Regions from separate parts of the Canis lupus genome. Here region 2 is linked to region 1. The links are chromatin contacts, called in public Hi-C maps. All regions are on one chromosome and are shown on one strand. The core of a region is the stretch at or near the end of the contact, and the rest is flanking DNA. Distances in the headings are between cores, read along the strand shown. Region 1 overlaps LOC119871434 (a long non-coding RNA gene). Region 2 has its middle 19 kb from the start of TARBP1.

The links. A called contact is a pair of places that touch in the nucleus more often than the background predicts.
Region 2: a contact with region 1 is called in a Hi-C map of blood, with 4 times the contacts expected there. The contact joins two enhancer-like sites. A contact is called at or near these places in 5 of 9 Hi-C or Micro-C datasets (amygdala, blood and liver).

The regions. Positions count from the first base shown.
Region 1 is chr4:5,193,992-5,201,022 of UU_Cfam_GSD_1.0, forward strand. LOC119871434 (a long non-coding RNA gene) reads left to right here. Exons shown (of 3, transcript XR_005357748.1): 3 at 571-900. Among named protein-coding and RNA genes, the nearest start is that of TOMM20, 40 kb to the left of the region's middle. Within about 2 kb of position 2,565, at least 2 of the 20 cell types and tissues checked have an H3K27ac peak or open chromatin away from gene starts, as enhancers often do. A contact at or near this core is called in blood, where this site is marked.
Region 2 is chr4:5,708,411-5,715,441 of UU_Cfam_GSD_1.0, forward strand. No RefSeq gene overlaps it. Among named protein-coding and RNA genes, the nearest start is that of TARBP1, 19 kb to the right of the region's middle. Within about 2 kb of position 4,496, at least 9 of the 20 cell types and tissues checked have an H3K27ac peak or open chromatin away from gene starts, as enhancers often do. A contact at or near this core is called in blood, where this site is marked.

The sequences.
Region 1 (7,031 bases), core at 1,315-3,814:
TTTCCTGTGTTGACAAGTGGAGGAAGCACATCTGTTGGGGCCAGGCGTGGTGCTGGCCCCCTCAGCCCTGCTCTCCCAAGCCCCCCTGTCGATGAAGCAGGAGCAGAGCCCGCACATCCCAGCAGCCACTGGCCTGCGGGGAGCCTTCCTGACACAGGCCCTGGTTGCTTTGGGAAAAGAAAATGTTGACCGGAAGACCCCTTCCTCCCCACTCCTAGGCTTCAAGTTTACAAAGTAGCTACAGGGCCCTGTCGATCCCCCCAAATGAAGGAGAGGAGGGCACTTTTTGGCCTTACTACTGCTTGGGGTGTTTTCTTCCCTAGAGTGGTCCTATTTGCACCTTTCTAATGGCTAACACCCACCTCCTCCCCCTACCCCCACCCCCCCACCGAAAAGCCAGGCAAGAGGCTAATTTGACTGTAGAAAGGAAGTGATCTGTAACCTTTCCTGTATGATCTGTTCAGGCTCTCTTCTATGCTGTTCCTACAGTCTGAACTTTAGTATTTTGCCTCCGTGTTTGGTGGGATCGTCTATAACCGGCGTTTTGATTATGGTCCTTTTACTTCGCAGAACATTACGTGAGTGGGTGGCAGCCACCTGCATCTCCAAGGGGAGGACCATTGCTCAGAATTGGCCGTAGGTATTTCAGCGGACTGTTGAAGAATAGGATGTGACCTAATAAGAAGAATATGCTTTAGGTTGCCTGCCGCGGTAGAAGAACATCCCCACCAAAAAGAACGTTTTTCGGCTGCTTTGTCTCTCCAGGACCCAGTGGCTTGCTTCCATCACAGACACCCCGCTAGGGCACGATTCATGTTATATACTTAGAAGCCTTATTTTAAAAATTGGATTGCAAAGCAGAGTGTATCTCACATGATTCAACATGGTTTTTCTTTTTTCCAATGGTTTTTGTGAATCTATTATGAATGAACTAATTTTGCTTTAAACAAAAGGTCTTTTATTATGCTGATACCGCATAAACACAGATGAAAGGTTTTCTCCCTGAGAATAGTTGTTAGTTCTCAACATGAAAGAATAATGAGCATTTTCACTGATGGCAGTAACTTTGACCGTTGTATGGTGAAAGAAAATGATTTACCAGTACAGCAAATTTGTGCCTTGTCTTAGCAAGCGGTCACTTATGAAATTGCCCATTCTGGGTCCTCTCCCAGGACTTCCCTAAAGTAGAGAAGTTGTAACCATTACCCTGAACTCAGGAGATTTCCTTGAAACCAGCAAATGTTTCCCGTTGGCAATGGGAATGTAAACATGACTCCAATTAGTGAATATACGACTAGCTCCTTCCTATCTGTGAGTTTAGCTGTGTTAGCTAAGTGAGAAAAATCTTTCCCTTTGTCTTCCCAATTACTCATCTCCAGTGGAATTCCTTACAGTCAGTTCACAGGCCTTTAGGGATGATCAGCTCATTTTTTAAAAATTGTGGAGGGAATACTCCCAAACACATTTTATTTTATTTTTTAAGATTTTATTTATTCACGAGACACACACAGAGAGAGGCAGAGACACAGGCAGAGGGAGAAGCAGGCTCCCTGTGGGAAGCCCAATGGGGGACTCAATCCCAGGACCCCAGGATCATGCCCTGAGCCGAAGGCAGATGCTCAACTGCTGAGCCACCCAGGCATCTGTCAGCTCATTTTTAAACATTGACTAAAAATCTGCTAACAGTGTATTTAAGTCCTGTAGGTTAGGATAATGCCCTCAGAAGTTTAGCTTACAACCACTCTTATGGGTCGTGTTCCCTGCATTTCCTTCTGGGGGATGCACATGAGAAGAACAGTGATCAATGTAACTTTTGGGTTTCTTTGGGAGGAAACAGATCTTTGTTCTAGTGCTTCACACTCATTACAGGATTATTAGGAAAGGATGAGAGAGAGAGAGAGAGAGAGAGAGAGAGAGAGAGAAATGCAGGTCTCCACGAAAGATCATCGCCTCTGGGCCAAAAGCTTAAAGTGTGTATATGTGGCGATAGAGTTTATGTGTCAACTGGAGGGTGTTTTCAGATGAGGTTAGCATTTAAATTGGTGAACTTTGAGTAAAATAGATTGCTCTCCCTAATGTGGGTGGGCCTCATCCAATCAGTTGAAGGCATGGGTAGAACAAAAAGACTTATGTCTTTCAATAAGAGGGCCTTTCCAGTAGATGGCCTTTGGACTTCATCTGCGCCATTGGTTGTCCTGGATCTTGAACCTGCTCACCCATGCTGCAGATTTAGGGCTGCCAGCCTCCATGGATCTATGGGCAAATTCCTTATAAGAAATCTCTTTATAGCATGCGTATATATCTTATTGATTCTATTTCTCTGGAGAACCCTGATCAGTACAGTGTGTCCTGCTGAGACTGGCTCATTTGTGCAAGACTGCAGACTTTCAGTCAAGGAGATCTTATAGATGAACATCAGCGTTCTTCCTTGAAAACTCTCTACCAAAATCTCACCTCCACTCTTTCTCAGAAGCACCTTCTTGGTGTGCATGGGTGCTCTCTAGTGCCAGGTGTAAGCACTGCAGAGTACTGGCCTGTCTTCACTGGTTCCCCCACCAGTGTACTCACCTGGTAGGAGACCTGCATATTCGTGTGCATCATTCACTCTTTTATTTACTCAACAAACATTTAGTGAGGGCTTGCTTGTGCAAAAGGAAGGCATGGCAGCAGATGCAAAGACTGCCCAGTAAGTGGTCTCTTCCCCCTCATTGAGCTCACAGTCTCCATGGAGACAAGGAACAAAAGCAGGTGATTATAGTCATGTGAGCTCAAGGCCAATCAAGAAAGGTGAACAAGGAGCTGGGGCATGAGCAATGGGGATTTGAGGCTGGAGTGTTTGCTCTGGTCCAGACATGGTGTTGGCTCTGGATGTAGACGGTTCATGGCCACTTACTTGCATGCTTCCTCCTCAATGGGTGCATCCTGTAATGAGCGTGGATGTGTTGGCCAATAGCAGAAACTCAGATTCGAAAAAAAAAAAAAAAAAAGAGAAAGAAAGAAAGAAAGAAAGAAAGAAAGAAAGAGAAAAAAAGAAAGAAAGAAAGAAAGAAAGAAAGAAAGAAAGAAAGAAAGAAAGAAAGAAAGAAACTTAAATTCGAATATTATCTCCTTCAATTTCCTTTCTCTATGCTTGAGGAGAGGTCACCTTGGAGAGGTGTACAGCACTCTAGTGAAGACAATGGGTTTTGAAAGTTGACTGTCCAGGAGCAGATCCAAGCTCTGGAGAGCTTCCCTTAACTTCCTTGTGTGTTCAAGGCAATTAAGAGTATTGCCCTCATAGGGTTATGTTATAGGAACTCGATGTGATAACATGCATGGCCAGTCTAGGTCTTTTGTTGCAAGCACCAGAAATCAAACTTCGTTAAGGTTTGTTGGGAAAATATCAGATAGCTCACAGAATTGAGGGGGAGGCTGGCAGTTTTTCTATTAGTTTCTATGCTCTCTCTTGCAGAGTTCTTAAGTTTGTATCCTCTCTGCAGAAAGACTCTGCTTCCTAGTCCATATTGAGGAAGGGAGGACTATGTCAGCTCCCAAGTGTACACACTTTTCACGTTGGTCCTCTAGAAAGAAGCTGAAATCTCTCAGCCAATCAGATTTCTGGGCAGGCATCCTCAGCAGCCCGGTTCAGGTCAGGTGTGGGGTAGCACGTGTCCACCTGGCTGCCCAAAGCTTCCCTACTGTGCCTGGTGGGCTGTCCTGGTACCAGTCCAGGTGGCAGGACTGTAGAGCCCCTCCAGGTGCTGGTGCTGTCCCATCAGCTCGGCTCTGTGAGTCCTTTCCCAGGCAGGGGATGGAGTGTCACCACGGTGTCCTCTCTGCTTCCCAGGATGGACCTCAGTCTTCCTGAAAGTCCCTGTGGCTCTCAGCATCTGTGTCCTCTGCCTGGCCAGAGCTCTACCCTGTGTATCTTCTTCCTCAGCCCCTGGCCTCTATGTGCTCCTGTCCCACAAGGAGCCACTCTTATGCCACTGCCAGTGATCTTCCTGCTGATGCCCGCCTAGGACTTGTTACAGGCAGGCCTGGCCTCAGCCTTGTTTGGATTTGACCTCTCATAAACACGGGACATACAGAGGCTGTCCTACAGGCACAGAGCACCCGGGATGATTTCCTTGCATTTGCCAGAGTGTGGCAGTGGTTCTTTAAAGATCGGGGCCCTGCACTCCTAGCTCCCAGCAGTACCTTTGGAGGCTGTTGCCAAGGGCTGCCTTGTAGGGATGGGGTGGGAATGTCCCCTAAGAAGTCAGGGGATGAGGTCAGGAGGGGCTGGGCCTGGAGCAGGAGTGATCCCCTCACTGTCTCAGTGTCTGCTATGGACAGGATTGACAAGGAAAAGGAAGAGAAAGCTGTTCTGGTCCTGTGCCTCCCTGCCCAGTCCCTGCCTCAGGCCCTACTTAGAACATCAGCATTTCACCCTCTTTCCCTCACCACCCATCACTCTGTCATGGACTCAGACGTCCCTTGAAACTCAGGGACCTTGAAACTTCAAACCACAGACATTGGCGTTGCTTTGTCGGAGAAGCCAGCTTAAGCTGATCGTGGTTATGGCTTAGTGTGAGCATCTGGCTGCATGCTGGCCCAGGGGGCAGGGGTGTGGAGACCTGACCTGGCTGCGGGCCCTCCCCATTCTCTAGCTGCTGCTGGAAGGATCTCGGCCAAATTCAGGCACACTGGACAGTCCCCCTGGCAGCAGCAGGTGGGGAAGGCTCCTGAAGCTGTACTCCCCTCATTTGAGGTCTGCTCATCCTCCCCAGAGGCAGGCTGCCTGGCCCCATCTCCTTTGTTGTCTTCGGGCCTAATGACGGGCCTTTGCCCACCTTCACTGCCCATTCCTTTCTCGGTCTGGCTCAATGCCGGGTGCTGAGGCTCTCCAGGAAGATCCTGCTGTGGCCGGGGGAGGCCCACTCGGATCACTCTGCCTGGTTGTGGGGCTCAGGCCTGGGGCTGGCTGCCAGCCTGATGGCTGTCCATGACTGCTAGAAGCAAGACTCTTTAGAATAAAACTTGTCTTTTGCTACACTCATTTTATTCTATGGTAAGATGACTTTGCAGTGAATGTATTGGGAAAGCTGACTTGGGACAGCCAGAGGCCTAGAGAAGATCTGGGAGAGGCTGGCGCCTCCGTGGCTCACCCCAGGTGGCCCTGGGCACTGGAGAGGCAGCAGTGCAGCAGAGTCCTGTTGGCACCCAGCTAAGAGTGTTCGTTCAGCCTCCTCCCTCTTTACCTGATCTCCAGACCATGAACACTGGAGTCATTCAGTTGCTGCGATCCCTCCTGTGTGAGAGGATCGGGGCTATGTAGACCCCATGAAACATCTCCCTCGGGAAGGCCAGGGTGCCACGGGTGGCCCATGCTGCTGGCTGCTGTTCAGGGGGCTTGCACACACCGTGGTGAGGGTCAGGGCCACGCAGCCGCTGTTCAGCAGAGCACCTCCCCTGTGGCTGAGTGGAGGTGACTGCAGCCCACGTTACTGCTGATTGGGCTGCTTTCAGCGTTTGGACCTGAGGGCTGATTCCCTGGAGAGGCCAGCTGGTGCTGTGCAGGGGAGCTGGGTGGGGTGTGGGTGGTGCTGGCAGGTAATTGCACATTTGGGAGGCCCCGAGGACGAGAATCCCAGACAGGATGTGCGGTGATTCTGAGCCTGCCCCCCACACACCCCCCCTTCCTGCCCACATGCAGAGGTGCTGGGGGATGAGGACAGAATGAGACAGCCTTTCCTGTTTGGGGTGACTGTGGTCTCAGCATCCTAGTGGGGGGTGGAATGGCAGATGGCCAAGTAAAGGTGCTCTCCCCCTGCGAGGCTGGGGAAATGGGAGGTGCAGGGGGGCCTTTGGGAGGGGGGCCTTTGGGTGAGTTCTCAGGGCTCAGCCATTGTTTCTGGTTGTCTGAGTGGCGAGTGTGAGAGAGCGAGCATGCGGGACACCCATGCACGGGCAGAGGGATGGCATGGCAGCATCAGGCCCTGGGCCCCGGTTCTGTGGCAACTCCTTCTGGGGGTGGGTGAGGCTGCAGAACTGTGATTCCTGTTCCTGACCTGGGAGCTGCATGTATTCCAGTGACATGATGGAGGGTAAGGGACCCCGAAGGTCATCCAAGTGGGCACTGGGCTCTGGGCCAAGGAGGTGCTCAGTGGGGTGGGGGTGGGGAGGGTGATGTCCCAGTCCCAGTAGGGGTGAAGCTGGCCACCAGCTCTGGGGCTGGGGCAGCGTTCGTGGGATATATAGTGAGACTTAAAGGGATCTGAAGGGAATGGTCAGGCACAAAGCATCTGGGTGGGGGAGGGGGACAGTTCCAGATCTTTCTTCAACACTTTAAGGTCAGGCATTGGGGAGGCCTCACTCAAAAGAGATCAGTACCTTTCCTCTTGGGGTTTAGAGGCTGACAAAGCTGGGACCAGGATGGTCAGGACAGGATAGGATGGTCAGAGTCCCCGGAGGGCATGGTCCTTGAGAAGAGGAGCCTCTGGCAGCAGCCCGGATTGAGAGTGCTCGTGACCGCCTTCCTGGCCGGCATTTCCTGCCGTCGGCCCCAGTGGCCCTGGTCCCGTGTCCCTCCACCTCTCTGGGCCTTTGTCTCTCCATCTGTAAAATGGAACTTCACAATTTGAGGGCTGGTTATGAGGTGCAAACAGGCTGTGGGAGTGTCCTGGAGTCAGCACACCTCGTGGAATTAGGAGTCCTGCTCCACATGTTCAACCACAGCATTCTCACTGCTGAGCCTCTAGAATGTCACTGTCCGAGGGGGATGCCACCGGTTCCCAGCCTGGGCCTGGCGTTCACGGATGAGAAAACTAAGGTTGGGGGGCGGCTGTCCGCTCTGTGCCCGGCCTTGGGCATGATGCATCACTGCCCAAATGATAAGGGGCATGGACAGGCCAGCCCCCCCGCCTTCTCCTGGGGCTATTGTGGATGGTGCAAATCCAGTGACAAGTCTGGCCTCCGGCATGGGAAGCCTCCTGGCCGTGGGGCCTCCGGCTCCTGGCAAGACAGAGTGGCAAGTGTCTCCAGATACGGATCCGGGTCCGGGCCGGGTG
Region 2 (7,031 bases), core at 3,246-5,745, 520 kb after region 1:
CTCAGGTGGCCTCGGATCTAGGCCAGGGACCAAGTAGAAGGCACTTAGAAGCTAAGCTACATGAAATAACCATGAGGGTAATAGGAACTTAAAAAAGAAGAGACAGATGTGGATGCAGGTACCTGAAGGAGCTTCTGGCAGGAGGAGAGTCCTGAAGAAGGTACGAGAAGCCTGGGATGGATGTGGGTGGAGAGCAAGGAAGATGGGAGGAAGGACGTGGAGAGAGTAGAGGGTATAAGAGCCAGAAGGGTGGAAAGTCCTCACCAGGGTGTGACAAGTCAAAACAGAAAACAGTGCTGCCTTACGTTATCACAGGTCTCCAAGTCACTTCACATACGGCATCCTGTGACGTCAGCACACACCACAACTTGTCAACCTTTCTTGACAAGTTTAGGAAGCTATGGCCCCATTCTTCAAGCACAAGCTGATTCGGGGGAGGGTCGGGGCACCTGCCCTGAGGCTGGACTTTGGGATTTGGAAACCCAGGGTGATTCTGATGAGTTTCTTCCTGGTGGCTGGAGCTATAAGGGGCAACGTTTGGAAGACTGGAAAAGTAGAGGTAGTGGGTCTGAAGGGAGGGAGAGAGTGGGGGTACGGAAGAAGCAGGTGTGCCCAGATTCAGGGGGAGTCCCCCTTCACAAGCCATTTCGGTCTCGGGAAAGAATGAGGCTCGGTGAGAAACTTGTCCCAAATAATTCAGCTGAGAAGTAATTAAACCTACATTCAAACTCAGATCTGTCTGATCTCAAAGCCCAGGGTACCCAGCCGCTCCCCCATAGTGCCCGCATGTCTGTTAGTTGGCTAGGGCTGCTCTAACAAAGTAGCACAACCTTGGTGGCTTTGACAACAGAAACTTACCATCCTGTGGTTCTGGAAGCTACAAGTCTGACATCAAGGTATTGCCAGGACCTTGCTCTCTCTGCAGCCTGTGGAGAATTGTTCCTCACCTTGTCTGGCTTTTGGTGATGTGGGCAACCCTTGCCTTGTGGCTGCAGTACTTGTCGGTGGGTGTTTCTTCTTCCTTTTTAAGGACACCAGTCCTGCTGGATTAAAGACCCATCCTACTCCTGCCCGACCTCCTCTTCACTTGATTACATCTGCAGAGATCCCATTTCCACGTAAGGTCACATTCACAGGTATTGTGGGTTAGGACTTCAACACATCTCCTTCGGGGACACAGCTCAACCCATAACACTCCTCCAGAGAGTGAGTTCTCACTCGTGAGGGAGCTGAAGCTAAGAGATTCACGGACTGACCCAGGCCGCCAGGCCATCTGCCCACAGGGAGCTGGTGCTGGGAACGCTCTCTCCCCTCTTTCATGTTACAGGTAAAGCCATCTTGTAGCCACGGGAGAAAAGACACAGAAAATAACATAAATTGGGGAGGAGTGAGGAAAAGCAGATATTTAAATTCTCGATGATGAAGTGAAAAGATGAGTGGGAGCCACGGGTAAGGGAAAAGAGGAGCCAGCAATGAAATCACAGCGATCCATCTGGCTGGCCAATCACTTATTCCATATTAAGAGACTCCTGTGTACACAGCCCACAGGAACACGTCTGCCACACAGTAAGCCTTAGATGGGTGGTTCACCATTATAAATGCATTTGTGCATTCAGACTCCCTCCTGACATCTTTTCCTCCAGTCTTCTGTTATGTGTCTTCGGGTAATTCTGAAAGATAACCGTGCTTTACAGTCTTTTAAGAACCAAGGTTTTGGCCTGCTGCTTAGTTTCGGAGATTGGTAATAAATTTGTAAAACCAACATCATTGGGGAAGAACCTGAATTAGCCAAGCAAGAGAAGAAAAATGTAGGGAATTATACTAAACATGATGTGGCAATTCAGTTCATCTCTGGAAATCCCTAGCAAACAGTCATCTTCAAAATATACTTCACATACTATTCTGCACTAATAAAGATCTTGCTCCTACATGACTATATATATGTGCCTACCATAGGTCCTAAGTATGTATGTACACGTGTGTATGTATGTGTATACAGGCCGTAAGTGTGTATATATAAGGTTTGTGGATGTATAAGGTTTGTATATGTGTGTGTGTGTATATATGTATGGTATGTGTGTGTGTTTTTATATATACACAGCAGATTATAATTAACAGGCCTTGGTTAAATGTTCATTACCTTCAAGATCTCCAATGTCACTTTAGTCTCAAAACACCAGTATGACACTGGGGAAATGACAAAGGAAAGCTCCTGAGAACATAGAGCGTTACACCATTTGGGCTTGGGAGACTAGAATCGAGGGACCCCCAGAAAGAGGAGGTGCATGCCATAACATTCTGGATTAAGCACAAATCTTCAGCAATGAGGTGCTTCCCCCGAAATGTCTTCCCAGATTCTAAATATTCTCTCCCCTTATATTTCTGACACCACTGTCATCATTCTTCCAGTTCTCCTCCCCGCATAGCCAAGGGCTGGACCCCAGTCGCTCTTAGTTTTGGAGGCACCCCCTCCCCTTTCATGTAAGTCATGTTCAAACACCCCCACCCTCCACGTCAATCGATAACTACACAATGGCTGGGTTCCGTTGCGATACTGCGTTGGCACGTTCCACTTTTAGACATCTGATGACACATTTATTAATTTGGCTTATTTTCTATTCAGATTCTGAGGACAATAAAGTCTCCTCTTGAGTACACGGGCACGTTTGGAATTCCTTATCCGGCATCCGGCCCTCTGATTTGCCTCTCCCAGTGACCTCTCAGTATTGACAAGGCACCAGCGGGCCCAGCCCAGCTTTGATTCCTGGATCTCTCTTTTTTCTCCCTCCTGCGACCTTAGTCATAGGTTTGCTTCAGGACCCAGCACGACCACCTCCTCTTCTCTTTGAACTTCCCTCATCTTGCCACAGCATCCAAAAGAGGCCCCCTCTGAACTTCTGACGGTGCCTCTTGTTTGGCACTTTCTTTTCTATTCCAACTAGATAGATATCGAGCGAGTGTCTGATATGGACCACCGCCGTGCTTTTGTGCCTCACTGAATCCCCTACTACGAGGTTTATTTATAGATGTTGGCTGCAGATACCAACCCAAAGACGCAAAGGGAAAAGTCAGCACTTACCTTCTTTCACTGAATCAAGGTGCACCATAATTTTCAAAACCTGTCTCTCAGCTTACAGACGTGCAAGCCCTCGAGCCCTCGCCCATAGAACCGAAAGAATTGAAAGAGTATTTTAAAACCCCAAAAGAGGACAAACATGAAAAGAAGCTGAGCTTTTCAGCACTCCCCATTAAGCAGGCTGCACCTCGAATGTTCAAAACAGTACATTATCTCTTCAAGTGTCTTCTACACGCTTCGTCCTGGGGCTGAATATTTATTTCGACTTTCACCATTTATTTCCTTTCCACCAAAGGAAAAGAAAGAATCAGAAATCAGAAAGCCACAGCCCATCACTTTCTAAGAAATGGCCCTCATTCTGGCACACATATGTAGATAAGCGAGTCTTTCTGTCTTTCCAAATATAAAATAACATATATAGAGAGAAAGCAGCTATTAATTAATCTAATTGAGGACTGATTATCCAGTCTGGATTGGACTCAGACTCTCACTTTTCTCCTTTATTCTTTTCTCCCACTCTAGTGGGTATCCTGGCCCCCATGGACAGCTGGCTTGGGAAGACAGCCATCACTCTTTTACACAGCAGTTTGGACTTGAACTCTTACAAGATCCTTGCACAGTGTTTGTACCTGGTTTCTTCATAGTTTGCTTGGTCCCCTTAATTAAACTGGATCACTCTAGGCTGGTTTTTCAGAGGATCTTGATGATTTAAAACAAAACAAAGCATTCTCTGCTTAGCCAGGCCAATCGAAGGATGTCTTCTGGTCCCTCCTTCAATCGCCTGGGGTGGGAGTGGGGGTGATCTACTATGTGCCCTGCATGGAGACCACCAGTCTTTGGGGGATGCCCTCCAAGGGTGCTTTGAGGAGTCACTATTTAGCAAGTACAAAGTACTGTGGAAACCGAAATTGTTTTTGAAAATGCTAAACAATAAGACATTGCTCAAAAAGGCCTTGGTCCTTTCAGTTGTTTTACAGGAAATCCAACTCAAGCAGCCTTACACAGCCATTATCACTTAATTACCTATATAAATCTCACTAGCAACTTCCATAACTTCATTTGCAAATGAATAGGCACACCTCCTAAATCATCCCCTCCCCTCCTTTCCTCTCTCTCCGGAAAGCCATTCCCCCCAAACCCAGAGCTCAGAGAAACTCCGCAGCTGTGATTTGCAGAGGCTCCTGGATGCCCCGTGTCACACCAGGCCAGCCTGCACCTGGCACATGGCAATGTGTGCTCCACAGGTCCCGCTTCCCGCTCACACCCATAAATCCCTGCTGGCATCAGTGGGGGCAGAAGTATGGCAGGAGCCTGGCTCCATCTGCTTAAAAGGTTCACAAACCACAGTGAACCTCTTAGTGATCTGAGGCCAAGTTTCCGGTATGTAATGAAAACTGAAACCTGGTTTTGGGTTTCCTCACCAAATTCACACAGAGCTAGTCATGGTGAGAGACGTGTGAGGTAGCAAGGACAAGCAGCACGAGGGTACAATGGAGACATGGCAGTAAGTGGCAGAAATAGTTCTGGCTCTGCCACCAACTTGTGTGGCCTGAAGCCCGTCACCCACACTCACTCCACTTAGGTGGCTTTCTGTAGATTTGAGTGGGTGCTATTGAGCATGACTTTTCCTTCTGGGACCTGTAGGGGGGATCCAGGGCAGAGGACTCTGAGATAGTAGCATTCCCCCCGAGTCTCTTATTTACAGCACACAGAACCTCAGGATGCCATGGCCATCCCACTCATAGCAGCATTATGTGTTGCCCTCTGCCTGCATTCTGAAGAGTTGCTTTTATTTCTTTAGGCTTCAGCTTTGGATTTCAGGCATATTTATACCTGTTTGGCTTTTGACTTAGTGGAGAACACCAGAAGAATGGCTACATTATTTCGAGGGTTCGCCTAAATGACCTCCTAGATCATTCCCAGCGTGGCGCTCCTGCGCGTTTGCTAAATGCCGTGGCGGAAAGAGAATGGACCCGGGCTGTGAAGTCAGGCATACATGGTTCCAACTTGTAGTCCTGGAATCTACTAGCTGTGTGACTTTAAGCAAACTACTTAACCTCTCTGAGCCTGATTTCCTCATCTGAAAAACCAGGCCAATGCCAACGATCACACTGAAGAGTAAGCAAGTACTTCCAAGACCTGGAACAGAGTGCCTAGACAGTAGATGCCGATGTCAACATTAGATTCCGCTTTTCTGTATTCACATGCGTCTCCTATGAGTCAAAAATGTAGGCCATCCTACATTTGAATATTGCTTCTTTCTTCTCACCCAGGGTCCCACTTCAGAATGAAGGAAATAAGGAAATAAACAATAACCCTCAGAGGGCCTTCTGAAAGCATCACTCATCCATTGAAATGTACTTTCCATTCAAAAAGTGGGTTATTAATTATTCATTCCTATTGGAACTGAAATAAGAACAGAGCTCACTGTTACGACCTGGAGCTTGACAAGAACAAGAGTTTTCCAACTGCTTGATTTCAATCATTTCCTGTGATCTTTGTAACATATTCCAAATCTCAGATTTGCAGCATTGAGAATCAGGCAAACTTTAGACTGAATGACTGTCAGGAATATTTAGTAAATGCCCTGGAATGACTGTTCGCTTTACTTTCATTTCCATTCCAGGCAGTGCATTTCTTGAGGATTATTTCACTGCATGGGTGGCCCGAGTACCTTGGCCCTCAGCCTGATGGCTCATTCCAACGCTCTGGGCAAGCAATAACCACCCAAAAACGCAAGCTTCTCTTTCATGCCCCAGTGGCATGAGTAACATCATTAACTCTTCGAGGCTGAGGTTTGGGATTACGTAAAAACCATTCGCCACCCGCCCCCCCCCTTAGCAGTCAGAAGACCAGAGTAACAAAGTGTTTGCAGCCTCTTTTCATGCCAGATGTGGTTGCCCTAATAAACAATCCTTGAGATATTTTTTTTCCCCAGTGATTACATTTCATCGGGATTGGGGGCTTCAAAATGGAAGCTAAGTGCTGCCTACTTCGAGTTCCAGCGGAACAAACAGGCAAGAAGAGACTCGGCTCTGAAACCCTCAAGACCAGGGGAAATGCGGCTGACATGTCCCCAGGAGCGAAAGGGCAGGAAAAGCACAGCTGTGCAGTATGGGGTTTCACGGGCTCCTCTGGAGATGAGCTTTCTAAAGAGTGAAAACCTTGCAGGACGCTGGCAGGAGGAGACACAGGAACACATTTCCTACGGGCCTTGGGCCTTGGGCCTTGGGCCTTGGGCCTTGGGCCTTGGGCCTTGGGCCTTGGGCCTGCGCCGGGACCAACCAGAGGCCGGCGCTCGGGCACTGCGGGTTCCGCGCGCCATCTGGTGGCTCCGGGCTTGCATTGCAGGCACCATCCCCGCTTTCGCCCCATCGGGGCGTCGTTCCCGCAAGGAGGGCTTAGAGGGCTTTGAAGTCCTGTTGGGAGGTGATCACCAGGGCCCCAGAGGAAGACACCAAAGGCCAGGTGTTCTGAATTCCATTACTTATTCTACAACAGGATACTGAGGCCCCAGTTTCTCCTGGAAAACAGAGATAACTACCCTTCCTCTGACACAGCACCGTGAGCAATCATCTCTGAGCTGTCTGGCCCTTCACATTCTCCTTCCCATGTCACCGTCTCCCAGCTCTGGGCACAAGAGTCCCCCTCTTGCCCCTGCCTGGAACAGACTTACATTCTCGTCTTAGCCTTCTGGATCCTCCACTTCCCAAGAATCAGTCCACAAGTGCCTTTACATTCCCAGAATACCTTTTGCTCGCCCTCATGTTTCCAAAGCATATTCCAAGAATATTGGATTCATTATTAAGAATTGTAACCTTGGAGCGCCTGGCTGGCTCAGCTGGAAGAGCATGTGACTCTTGATCTTGGGGTTGTGAGTTTGAGTTGGATGTAGAGATTACTTTAAAAAAAATAAACGTTAAAAAATTCAGGGGCACCTGGGTGGCTCAGTGGT